Regions from separate parts of the Mus musculus genome. Here all the other regions are linked to region 1. Evidence: chromatin contacts called from public Hi-C and HiChIP or PLAC-seq data. All regions are on one chromosome and are shown on one strand. Each heading gives the region's core, a stretch centred on a gene start, on an enhancer-like site or on the middle of the called end of the contact. The rest is flanking DNA. Distances are from core to core; before and after follow the strand shown.

Region 1 (3,003 bases), core at 141-2,640:
AAGCGTAAAGGCTTGAGTTTGACTCTCTAGCACTCATATAAAAGCCGAATGTGTCAATGGACCCTGCCACCCCAGTGCTGAGAGGGGACCGGGAGTCGGGAGGATCCCCGTGGCCAGCTAGTCAGGCAGCCTCGCAGAGAAACAAGAGAGCATCGGGTTCAGGGAGAGGTCCTGTTCCTAGGAAATAAGACAGTGTGATAAGAAGCTGACACCTGATACCCTCTGGCCTTTGCATGCACACATATGTGTACACCCCAGATACACAGAGATAGACACACACAAATAAAGATGTGGCTTAATCCTTGTCTTTTCTTAGTTCACGCAGTGTTGTATGTGGACAGGATCGGCTCATCTTTGTGGATTCTCAGACTGTTTCAGAATTTTGTATCAGTCAAGACTCCTGGGGGTACAGGCTTCAGAAATCCACTTCTGCCCAACGACCAGAGCATCAGATCTCAGGTGCAGAACTGATGTTAGGGACTGCAGGACCAAAGGGTGCTACCGGGACTTCATCTGCTGCCCTGTTTTCTTCCTGATTACTGTTTTTAGGCAGCCTTTCCTCTGGAGGAGTGAGGAAGCTTCTAGAACTCTTAAGTCCGCAGCCTGTTCCAGAGAGGAGAGAGAATAACAACCTCTAATAAACAGTAGTTCCACCAAAATGGTCAGACTTGAAACTTCGCTCCCTGATTGGTTGGCTCAGGTCATGTGGCTGTCGGGTCTGCTCTGATTGGTTACATGTCTAAAAAAAGGCTCAGTCAGCATCGTCCAAAATCTGTGGGTTGATGCTGGGTAAAGGTCTCCTCTGGAGAAAGGTTGTAGCAAGCAGGCCGTGGACAGGTAAACAAAGGCCCAAGTTGTTTTGAGAGCAAACCAAGCTATACTCACTAGTAATCTTTCAGATCAAAAATAAGTCATTTCAGTAACACATATGCCTTTTGTTAACATGTAAGCTGAGGCTCCTACGTTTCTATCCAACCTCTGTAAAGTTGACTAGGCAGTGATCACATTTTTCAGATGAGGAAACTAACAGAGTTGTCCAGAGACCTGCGAGCAGTCTCCAGCCTGATGGTGACAGACTCCAGTCAGATGATGGCGACAGCTTCCAGTCCCGACTCTGTTTTCCTGATCCTATTCAACTGACCCCCTTTGTTTTCCCTTTTAACACTAACAGAGGATTCCACAGAAATTGCAAATTGCATTTTATAAACCAAATTAAGTACATCAGTGCCGAACTGTGTTTGGGTTTCCTAACATCCCTTACATGTGGCGTTGTCCCGTGTTCTCCCCCCTCCCCCCTTCTTTTCTGTCTTGCTTGGAGACATACTGGTCTGGTGTTTAAGCTTGGAATGAGGGGGGTGGGGTGGGAGGGAGATAAGTGGTCTCCGATCCTCTCCCTCTCCCTGATTCTGGCAAGCTGGTAAAGCCAGCTGTCTACCCACACACATACGCTTGGTCTGGCTCTGAATACCCCACATTCTCAAGTCCAGAATGTCATGCATCTGCCTCATGTCGATTGCACAAGAGAGCAACCGCACTGGGGCCCCGGAGGGGAAGCTGCTGGCTCCCCTTGGTCACCCCCAGCAGATTCATATTCTAAAACGAAGGGCAACAGAACCCCAAGCTTGTATTGGAGATGGCAGCGACCTCCAAGGTCGATGCTTGCAAAGGCTGGAAGCAGATACTGGCACTCTATGAGGCTGAGGCCAGGGTGCTTGCCCAGAGGTGCCTTGGGAAGCCTGTGACATAGGCACTCCCTCTCAGCAAGCAATTTGGTATGCTCCTCCAACCCCGAGCGGGTTCCACCTCTGTACTTTTTCATTAGAAGTGGATTGCTGCTCTCTGATAGGAAAGATCCATTAAGGAAATAGGATCTAATTCTGGAACCCAGGCTGGCCTGAACCTAACTTTTTAGCCTTGAACTTGCAGCAATCCTGTTTTTTTCCAAACGCTGAGGTTACAGATGTGAGCCATTATACCCAGTTCAAGATACAGTTCTGACATTGTAGCTGTAAGCTGGGGTCTTGCCAATGACAGTTCTGTGACCTTCTGCTGCTCACTATATGGTCAGAAAAAAAATTCTAAGGTAGGTGGGATTTGGTCGTGTATGCTCCTAGTTCTTTGAACTATTTGCTCTTAAATGTTTTGAATCAATAATCTATTACCAGTGTAAGCCTCGCAATAGCATCTATGTATGCCCTGGGAAGCCAACTTACTCTGCAATGTCTCCATCTATTCACTTTACCCCTTTCCCTAAAGGTAAGACTTCAGAATTAAGTCTCAGCCCAGAGAAGGAAAGGAGGGGAAGCAGATGTGAAATCCCACCCATAGCTGGGGAGCTATTGGCAATTGATCTCTGCAGGGAGAAGGAGAGTCATTTTTCTTTAAGAGTGGCTCCCCTGGTGAGTCAAGCAACCTCACTGGAAGGCCACACACCCAAGAATATATGCTGCGTAAGTTGGGCTTGATGGGTAAAAAATAATAATAATAATAATTGGATGAGTGGGGGAGGGGTGGATCATGAGGGGGTGGGGAGAGGGTGAATATGATCAAGCACTTGTAAATATTAGGAAAAAGGCAAGGGGAGGGGGGAAGGCTGGAACTTAATTAAAAAACAAAACAAAACAAAACAGGAATGACGGTTACAGTAATCCTAGTCCTTGGGAGGCTGAGTTAGGGGGACCATGAGTTTGTGGTTAGCCTGCTCGTGATAGTGAGTTCTAGGCTGGGTATGTAATGAGACCCTGTTAAAACAAATCAGAATAGCATAGCAGTACTTCTAACATATAGATAAGTAATTATGCCTTAGGTACTTCAGATGGCTAATGTAAGCAAATAGTGTGGGAGATTGGATTCTCCAAACAGAAAATCTTGTGGTTAAAGTTTCCCCCCACCCTCAGCATTAGTTACTTTACATATTGTGGGGGCAGAATATTGCCAGAAGCAACTTCATAAAAAGGAAGGGTTGCTTTCGGCTCAAAGTTTGAGGGGAGGTTGTGGCAGTGA
Region 2 (3,411 bases), core at 375-2,874, 460 kb after region 1:
GGTGGCTGAAGCTTGCTGGCAGCGCGAGGACGGCACAATTAGGTGCTTGACAAGGTTGTCTCCCGAAGTCCCAAGCCACTTACTTGCCTAAGAAAAACTCATAGCGATGAAGCATTTGAATGCAGCACAAAAAAAAACCCGCTGCACTCTTTGACTGGGATCTTTTATGAATTAAGCCCTCCGGCAACTGCCTCCAAGGAGCCGGTGACAGCGGCTTAGAAGTGCTTGCAAATTGAAAAAACACAAGTCTGGAAGGATATAATTTTGCTGAGAATGGAAACTTGAAGTAGGGCCAGTGATCAAAAGGAGAAGGCAGAACATAGACAGCGGCAGGGGCAAACGGCAGCAGCAGCAGCAGCAGCAGCAGCAGCAGCAGCAGCAGCAGCGGCAGGGGCGAGCGACAGAGCCAGAGGCAAGTGACAGAGGCAGCACAGCAGCAGCAGGGGCAAGCAGCAGCCGATTCACCTAAAGAGGCTTTGCCTTGCCGCGCCGCGCGGTGAGTCTAAGAGCAGAGCCTTAAACCAAAATTCAAACCCCAGCTCAGTCACGAAAGTCCCCTTCCAAAGAGAAAAGTTGGACAAGCAGCCGCCAGTAAGCTCCTGCTTTCTGAGCACAGCCTGTATCTGTTTAAAATTTCTGAATATGCAAAGACAGCAAGTTGTCTAAGAGCTTTTACAGAAAAGCAAATTAAACTTCCCCTAACTTTGACTTTCTGGGCAGAAGTGCAAAGAATTCCCGATTCTTGGCTCCAAAAAAAAAGAAAGAAAAAAGCATTTTTTAAAAGCCTTCCTATCATCTAAAATGTAACTTTTAATCTGTGACATGCCTCGTAAATAAAGTCCTGACAAATCACACACATACATAGACACAGACACAAGAACATGCTCTGAAAAAGCCAACGCCTGCACCTGTGAGAGAGAAGCACTCCCGAGTTTATAGTCATCTTTCTCGCCCCGAGCCATAGGCTAGATTTAAAGGAGTCTCTTAAAACGGCAGTGTGGAAGCCCTGTGGAAGCGGAGGCTTTAGCAGAAGTACCTTGCAATAGTTTCTACCCGTACAGATACCTCTGCAAATGCATTCATCCCCCGGAGCTCCTTTTACAGCTCGCACAGAACTGCACATTCAGCAATTTGTAAATAACCCCCAGTTCTGAAACAATGCAAATTCTAAAGCAAATAAAGACTCTAGGCAGAAGAAAACAGTACACAGTTTAAATACAATTCTCCAACGAGTTAAAAAAAAAAAAAGTAAGAGATATTTACCTTCAAGAAGTCACAGAGGCAGATCTTAAATAATTGAGTTGGAAGGCTGCTGATTTTCCCCATCGCTTCTGAAGTACAAAGTCTGGAAATGAATTGGTGGGCAGGGATAATGAGGCGAAAAAGAAATCCAGAGAGATGGGAGATGTTAGAGCAATGTCACATTTCAATTTTGAGGACTTTATTCCATTGCGCAGGCTCTATCTGCTCTGAATTTAGCAGTGACAGTGAGATTTAGCAAGCAGAAGAGGGATTTAGAGAAAATCCTCACATTTATCTACAAAACACAGACACTGTAGACAGGAAACAGCTGGGGGAACATTCGCCTTCTCTCTCTCTCCCTCTTCTGGCAAAGTTATCGAGTAAGGACTTTTTTGGGCACCGTGACAAATAACATCATACCTTCGCTCTTAAAAACTGGAGCACAGAGACTCACCCCCCCCCCCCCTAAAAGAATGTGTGTCTCTGACAGGGTTAGCAGACATTAAATACTGAGGCTGCCATAGAAAAATAGGCTCTGTTCTCTGATTAACTTTCCACAGGGTTTGAAGGTACACTTGTGTGCTAATACACCTCACCAGGATTAGAGGATCTAAGTGGGACACGGGGGCAACTTTATATTTTAGGGCAAATGCAAAATTTGAAGGAAAAAAAAAACAAAAAAAGGAAGAAGAGACTATCTCCAGGAAGCACAATGCTGTTAACCCTGAAATGACCAGGGTAAACTAGATCGAAAGGCAGCTCTCAGGGGAAGGGGAGGTGGAGGGGATAGAGTGACCCTTGTCCTAGTTGCCAGGCAAGGGGAATGATCTCATTTCCTAAAACCTATAGATGGCCAGGCAGCAGTGGGCTGGCTCCTGTCAGGACACTGTGTCATGCTTTGTGCAGAGAATCAGGCTATGCTGAGATCTGGGATGGATTGAAAAATAAAATGATCCTAGTTTTCAACAAAGCTGGATGCCTGTCACCTCCTTGACCCCAAGGAAGCAGTATGGGAGGCACACACTGTTTCCCGTTGGCTGTATTGTTCTCTATAAATGAGTGTGTGTGTGTGTGTGTGAGACACAGTTGTGTGTATGTGTGCATGCATGCATATGTGTGTGTGTGTAAGTGTGTGTGTCTGTCTGTGTCTGTGTCTGAGTGTGTATTCCAAATAATACCAGCTGGCTAGCAATACTCTCTCCAGGGTTATGATGTCATTCAAATCCCTCAACTGGGTAAGTGGCTGGCAGCATGGTTCAAGCCGGCTGCTTCTGCTATTTATAATGTATAAACTCGCCTTTGCCACAGGGAATGGAGTTCTGATCTTCTGTTGATACGGTTTGTACCTATTTCTCAGTGGTCTTTCAGAGGCAGTAGATAAGAAAGTGAATTATGAAAGAAGGTTACAAAAGCCCAGATTAGACGCTGCATGCTTTCCACGGATATCTCTCCAGGTGTGCTTTCCCAGGGGAGATGGAAATGAGCCAGACTTGCCTCAGTCTCTTACTCTCTCGGACTCTCAGGGGGATTTGAAGGTACTGACACATCGGTGGAGACAGAGGCCAGTTGGAAACTCTACACTGCCTCTTTACGCTGCCCCATGGATAGAAACCTGCTTGGGGATGTGGTGATTGTCCTCAAATGAAACCAGTTTGGTTTTGCAAGGGGCTTGGGCTCTTTCCAACCCTCTGTGTGGTCAATACTTCACAGCAGTGTTTACCTTTCAGACAGGAACATTAGAAACCTGGTGTGAGACTGTTCCAGTGGTGGGTGATGCTAGGTATCACTTGATGAAGGAATCATGTGATGACAGCACCTACTATGTACTTGATTAGACACACCTCTGGTAAAGCAAAAAGGAGCATGCAACAGGCAGGGAGAGACACACGTTCCTGACGTCTGTTGAGTATCTGAAGCGTGAAGACTTATGAGTGGTGGGAGGGGGCCGCAGTCTCTCAGGGAGGCAGGAAGTGAAAGCTTTTTGGAAATGGAGATGGGGAAGGAGAGAATGCTATGTGAAGGGCACGGGGCTGGGAAGTTCCTGTGGGTAGGACTGACTCTGAGAACACACAGAAGTGTGGCATCATCAGGTGGTCCTGCCATATCTGCAGTTGTGGGCAATCCCTTGCACATACAGTAACCCAAGGCTTCCACTAACAGGCTATCATT
Region 3 (3,189 bases), core at 37-2,536, 500 kb after region 1:
TCCAGCCTTGCTTCCTTGTCTGTCATGAAAACCATTGGATTTGGCCTGACAGTGACTCTCTAATCCCCTGGCCAAGTCCAGTCCATCTTTAGGAAGAATTTGTCACACTCACTGTACCAGGGTGATGCTGTTGAGGTATTTGATGAAGAGATGTAAGATGGGCTTGGATTTGTAGCACGCAGGACCTTGCAGTGCTGGCAGACAGAGCCATGCTTGGGAGACCCTTTGATGCACTGGAAAGGCTCTGTTTCAAAGGTTTTATCTTAGGGTTTCTTTGAGAGAACCTCACTGAGATTCAAACCACCGAAGTTAAGCAGAACAAAGGGCGGAACCTTAAATTAACACGTGGGGGTGGGGCTGTCTTCACTTGGAAAGTTCCAGAACAGAGCCTTGCGAGCATCCGTCCTTGCCAGTGACCTTGGACATTTATTTAACTGTCCAGCTGAAAAGTTCACCCTGACATGTCAGACCGAGGCAGAACTCGAGATTTATAGTGAAACCTCAGGCAGGCTGGAAGAATGACTGCAATGATTATTCGAGAAACTTCTGCTCTTCAGGTTTTCTCTCCCACTCTTTTCTCTTTACAACATTCAGGCAGCTGCGCTGTCCTCGGTGATTGTGTGGCAAGGGCCATGTGGAAGTTGGCAATGGGCACCTGCCATTCTCTAAGAAGGGGTGAAGAGGTCCCGGGGTGAAGGAAGGGAGCCACACTCAGGAGCCAAGCAGAGGACAAGAGATGTTGCCTTGCAGAAGAAAGGAGGGAGGAGGAGATAGCTTGAAAGGAGAAAGGGCTTTTAAAAAATTAACTAATTTATTTCTTTTGGCACATTTGAAGAGGATTTTTTTTTTTTTTTGCAAAAATGTTCCAGAACTGGTAATCCATGCAAGGCTGGATGCAACAAGCAAGTGGGTCGGGACCAGCTCAAGTAGCTTTTGTTTCTCATACTGTTTGGTCAGGTTCATTTTCATATCTATTGTTTTTCATTGAAACTTTTAGAAAAGACTGGTTTAATTAAACCAAAATAAATCACAGGACCCATTTTTTTCTACCTTTATTTCCTATGATCCAGGAAATAGGGGCTTCGTTCACCAGCTGTGTGGACTTTGGCAAATTATTTCCCCTCCCTTGGTCCATTACCTCATGTGGAAAACAGGGCTTACATGAGTGTTTGCATCAGTGCCGAGCTTCTGTGATGCGAGGGCACTGCAGAGCTCTGTACCACATCAACTGTGGGCATCACTAATATCATTCAAATGCCACTCCATGGAGAAATGCACCATGGGAGTCTAGAAAAACAACCTCAAACAGTCAAAACAGGTGGTGGCCACAGCTGTCTCTTGGCTCTCATCTCTAGTCCTGTAGAGGAGGTTTGATGGATACTGATTCCATGGGGATAGATGCTACCTAATGTCCAGTGCATCAGAAGTGGGAAGAAGCAGCTGAGGGGGGTGGGGGACCCAGAAGGAGAGGCAGGAGGCAGGGGCAATGGGTCACAAGCACACCTGTCGTCAACTCCATGTAATAAATGATCTGCCCTCTGTCCTGCCCTGAATGCATCAGGGATCAGTCTGGAAAGAAGAGAAAAATGTGGGCCAGCACAAGTGGAAGCCAGAAAAGAATTGTTCTTCAGTGTGTTAAAAATGTAGTCTACACTGTCCTTGTCCACCAACTCCTAGATTATGTACCTGTGGAAGATACCCTGGAGCTAGTCTGAGCCATGCCTAGAATCATGAGCTCACTGAACTAAGGACTGAGAAAAAGTGTATGAATCAATTTGCTGTATCTCAAGTAACATAAACATGAAGTAACTAATACACTGACATTGTTTGTTTGTTTATTATAGTAAGTTCAGTAGTATGAAGGCTTTAGGTTTAGTTGAACCAGAAGTTCAACAGTGTTACCAAGTTCAGGTTTCTCCTGTCTGTATTATCATCTTTAGTTTATGGGTTGTATGCTTGAATTTTTAGAAAGTGTTTGCCAGTAGTAGGTAGGGTACTCTTCTTTCTTATTTCCAACCAGTGACTGGGAAGGGATGAAGGAAGAGAGGAGACAGAGATGACTCCACTCCAGAGTGAGAGGTGCAGTTCTGTAGTGCTCTTGAGATAATTCAGGACTCTCACGTCTGGACCAATCACAGTGGCTAGGTAGGAGCCTGTGACAGTGAATCCTGGTTGTTAGCTGAATAAAGGATCTAGGATCACCTAGAAGACGCCATCAAAAATCATTGGTGAAGGAGCTTCCAAGTTGTGGTAGCTGGGTGGGGAGACCCGCCCTGGATGTGGGAAGCACCATCCAATGGGTTAAGGGCATACTGCTGAAGATAGAGAAGGCAGACCAGGTTTCCTCTTAGCTCTTCCTAGCTGTGGATGCAGTGTGAGCAGCGGCCTCGGGTTCTTCCTTCCCTGTGTGACTTCCCCATGATAAACCAAATGCTCCAAGGGCAGACAAAATAAACTCTTAATCCCCTAATTTGCTTTTGTCAGATAGTCTGTGGAAATAGTGATAAAGGTAATGGATATGATAAGCAATATTTATTGGCTTAAGCCTGGAATTTTATTTTTGGACACTAGCTTAGATCTTGTGAGTGCCCTCCTGCCTATGCTACAGCAAGGCATATCACATCTTGGCAGGCATATGTGTGTGAGGAAAATATCCGATTACCAGAGAGAAAGCAATGAGGTCTTGGAGTCTCACAATCTATTTTGAAGGTATGCTTCAGATTTGCCTAAGACCCTCCCAATATGCCCTACCTCCTAAGATCTTACTGCCTCTCACACTGGTACTCGATGGATGAGAGTTACCAATACATGTGCCGCTGGGGAATAAGTTGACTTGTACCCAGTACACAATTATGACTCAGTATCTCGGAGGCCACATGAAGGAAGGTTTCTAATTCATTCTAAAACATTAGGAAGCAACCTACCCATTAAGAATGGAGCATGATTGAAGCTGGATGAAGCCAGTCAATGAGTGTGCAGTAGAGATGAAGAGTAGATGAGGCAAAGTCAATACTGATTGTGGGGACGGTACTGGACCTGAAGCTTTGGGTACAGGAAGAAGCAACTGTGAGAGATTCTGACACTTCAGTGAGATATAAAGCCACAAATCTTAGGGGTTACTTCTCAGGGTGGTTCAGGTTGGGAAAGTGGAGTGATCCTCTTTAAGGTCTTTTAGGGAGAGCTTTAAAA

Evidence for each region. Hi-C and Micro-C count contacts between places; a contact is called where the count stands out from the background. HiChIP or PLAC-seq counts read pairs in DNA pulled down with a chosen protein or histone mark.
Region 2: a Hi-C map of myocytes shows a contact between it and region 1, with 5 times the contacts expected there. The contact joins the promoter of Igf1 here to the enhancer-like site in region 1. A contact is called at or near these places in 20 of 39 promoter capture datasets (the 3T3-L1 cell line, the C10 cell line, the HPC-7 cell line and 13 more), 2 of 15 datasets of contacts at CTCF or cohesin (the NIH/3T3 cell line and embryonic stem cells), 104 of 484 Hi-C or Micro-C datasets (B cells, the BV-2 cell line, the C3H10T1/2 cell line and 59 more), 16 of 115 datasets of contacts at active chromatin or transcription factors (CD4 single positive thymocytes, VIP interneurons, acute myeloid leukemia and 12 more) and 5 of 9 other capture datasets (adipose tissue, embryonic stem cells, liver and 2 more).
Region 3: an H3K27ac HiChIP or PLAC-seq map of VIP interneurons shows a contact between it and region 1, with 5 times the contacts expected there. The contact joins two enhancer-like sites. A contact is called at or near these places in 2 of 484 Hi-C or Micro-C datasets (pre-pro-B cells and uterus), 2 of 115 datasets of contacts at active chromatin or transcription factors (VIP interneurons and acute myeloid leukemia) and 1 of 9 other capture datasets (embryonic stem cells).

What each region holds. Positions count from the first base shown.
Region 1 is chr10:88,319,653-88,322,655 of GRCm38.p6, reverse strand. It overlaps a transcript of Washc3 not described here. Among named protein-coding and RNA genes, the nearest start is that of Gm51779, 16 kb to the left of the region's middle. Within about 2 kb of position 1,390, at least 55 of the 459 cell types and tissues checked have an H3K27ac peak or open chromatin away from gene starts, as enhancers often do. A contact at or near this core is called in the N1E-115 cell line, VIP interneurons, acute myeloid leukemia and 11 more, where this site is marked.
Region 2 is chr10:87,857,265-87,860,675 of GRCm38.p6, reverse strand. Igf1 (insulin-like growth factor 1) reads right to left here and starts at 1,624. Exons shown (of 4, transcript NM_001111275.2): 1 at 1,264-1,624. The coding sequence starts at 1,326. All of the region lies in intron 1 of Igf1os (a long non-coding RNA gene), which reads left to right.
Region 3 is chr10:87,819,353-87,822,541 of GRCm38.p6, reverse strand. No RefSeq gene overlaps it. Among named protein-coding and RNA genes, the nearest start is that of n-TKctt21, 9.0 kb to the left of the region's middle. Within about 2 kb of position 1,286, at least 3 of the 459 cell types and tissues checked have an H3K27ac peak or open chromatin away from gene starts, as enhancers often do. A contact at or near this core is called in VIP interneurons and uterus, where this site is marked.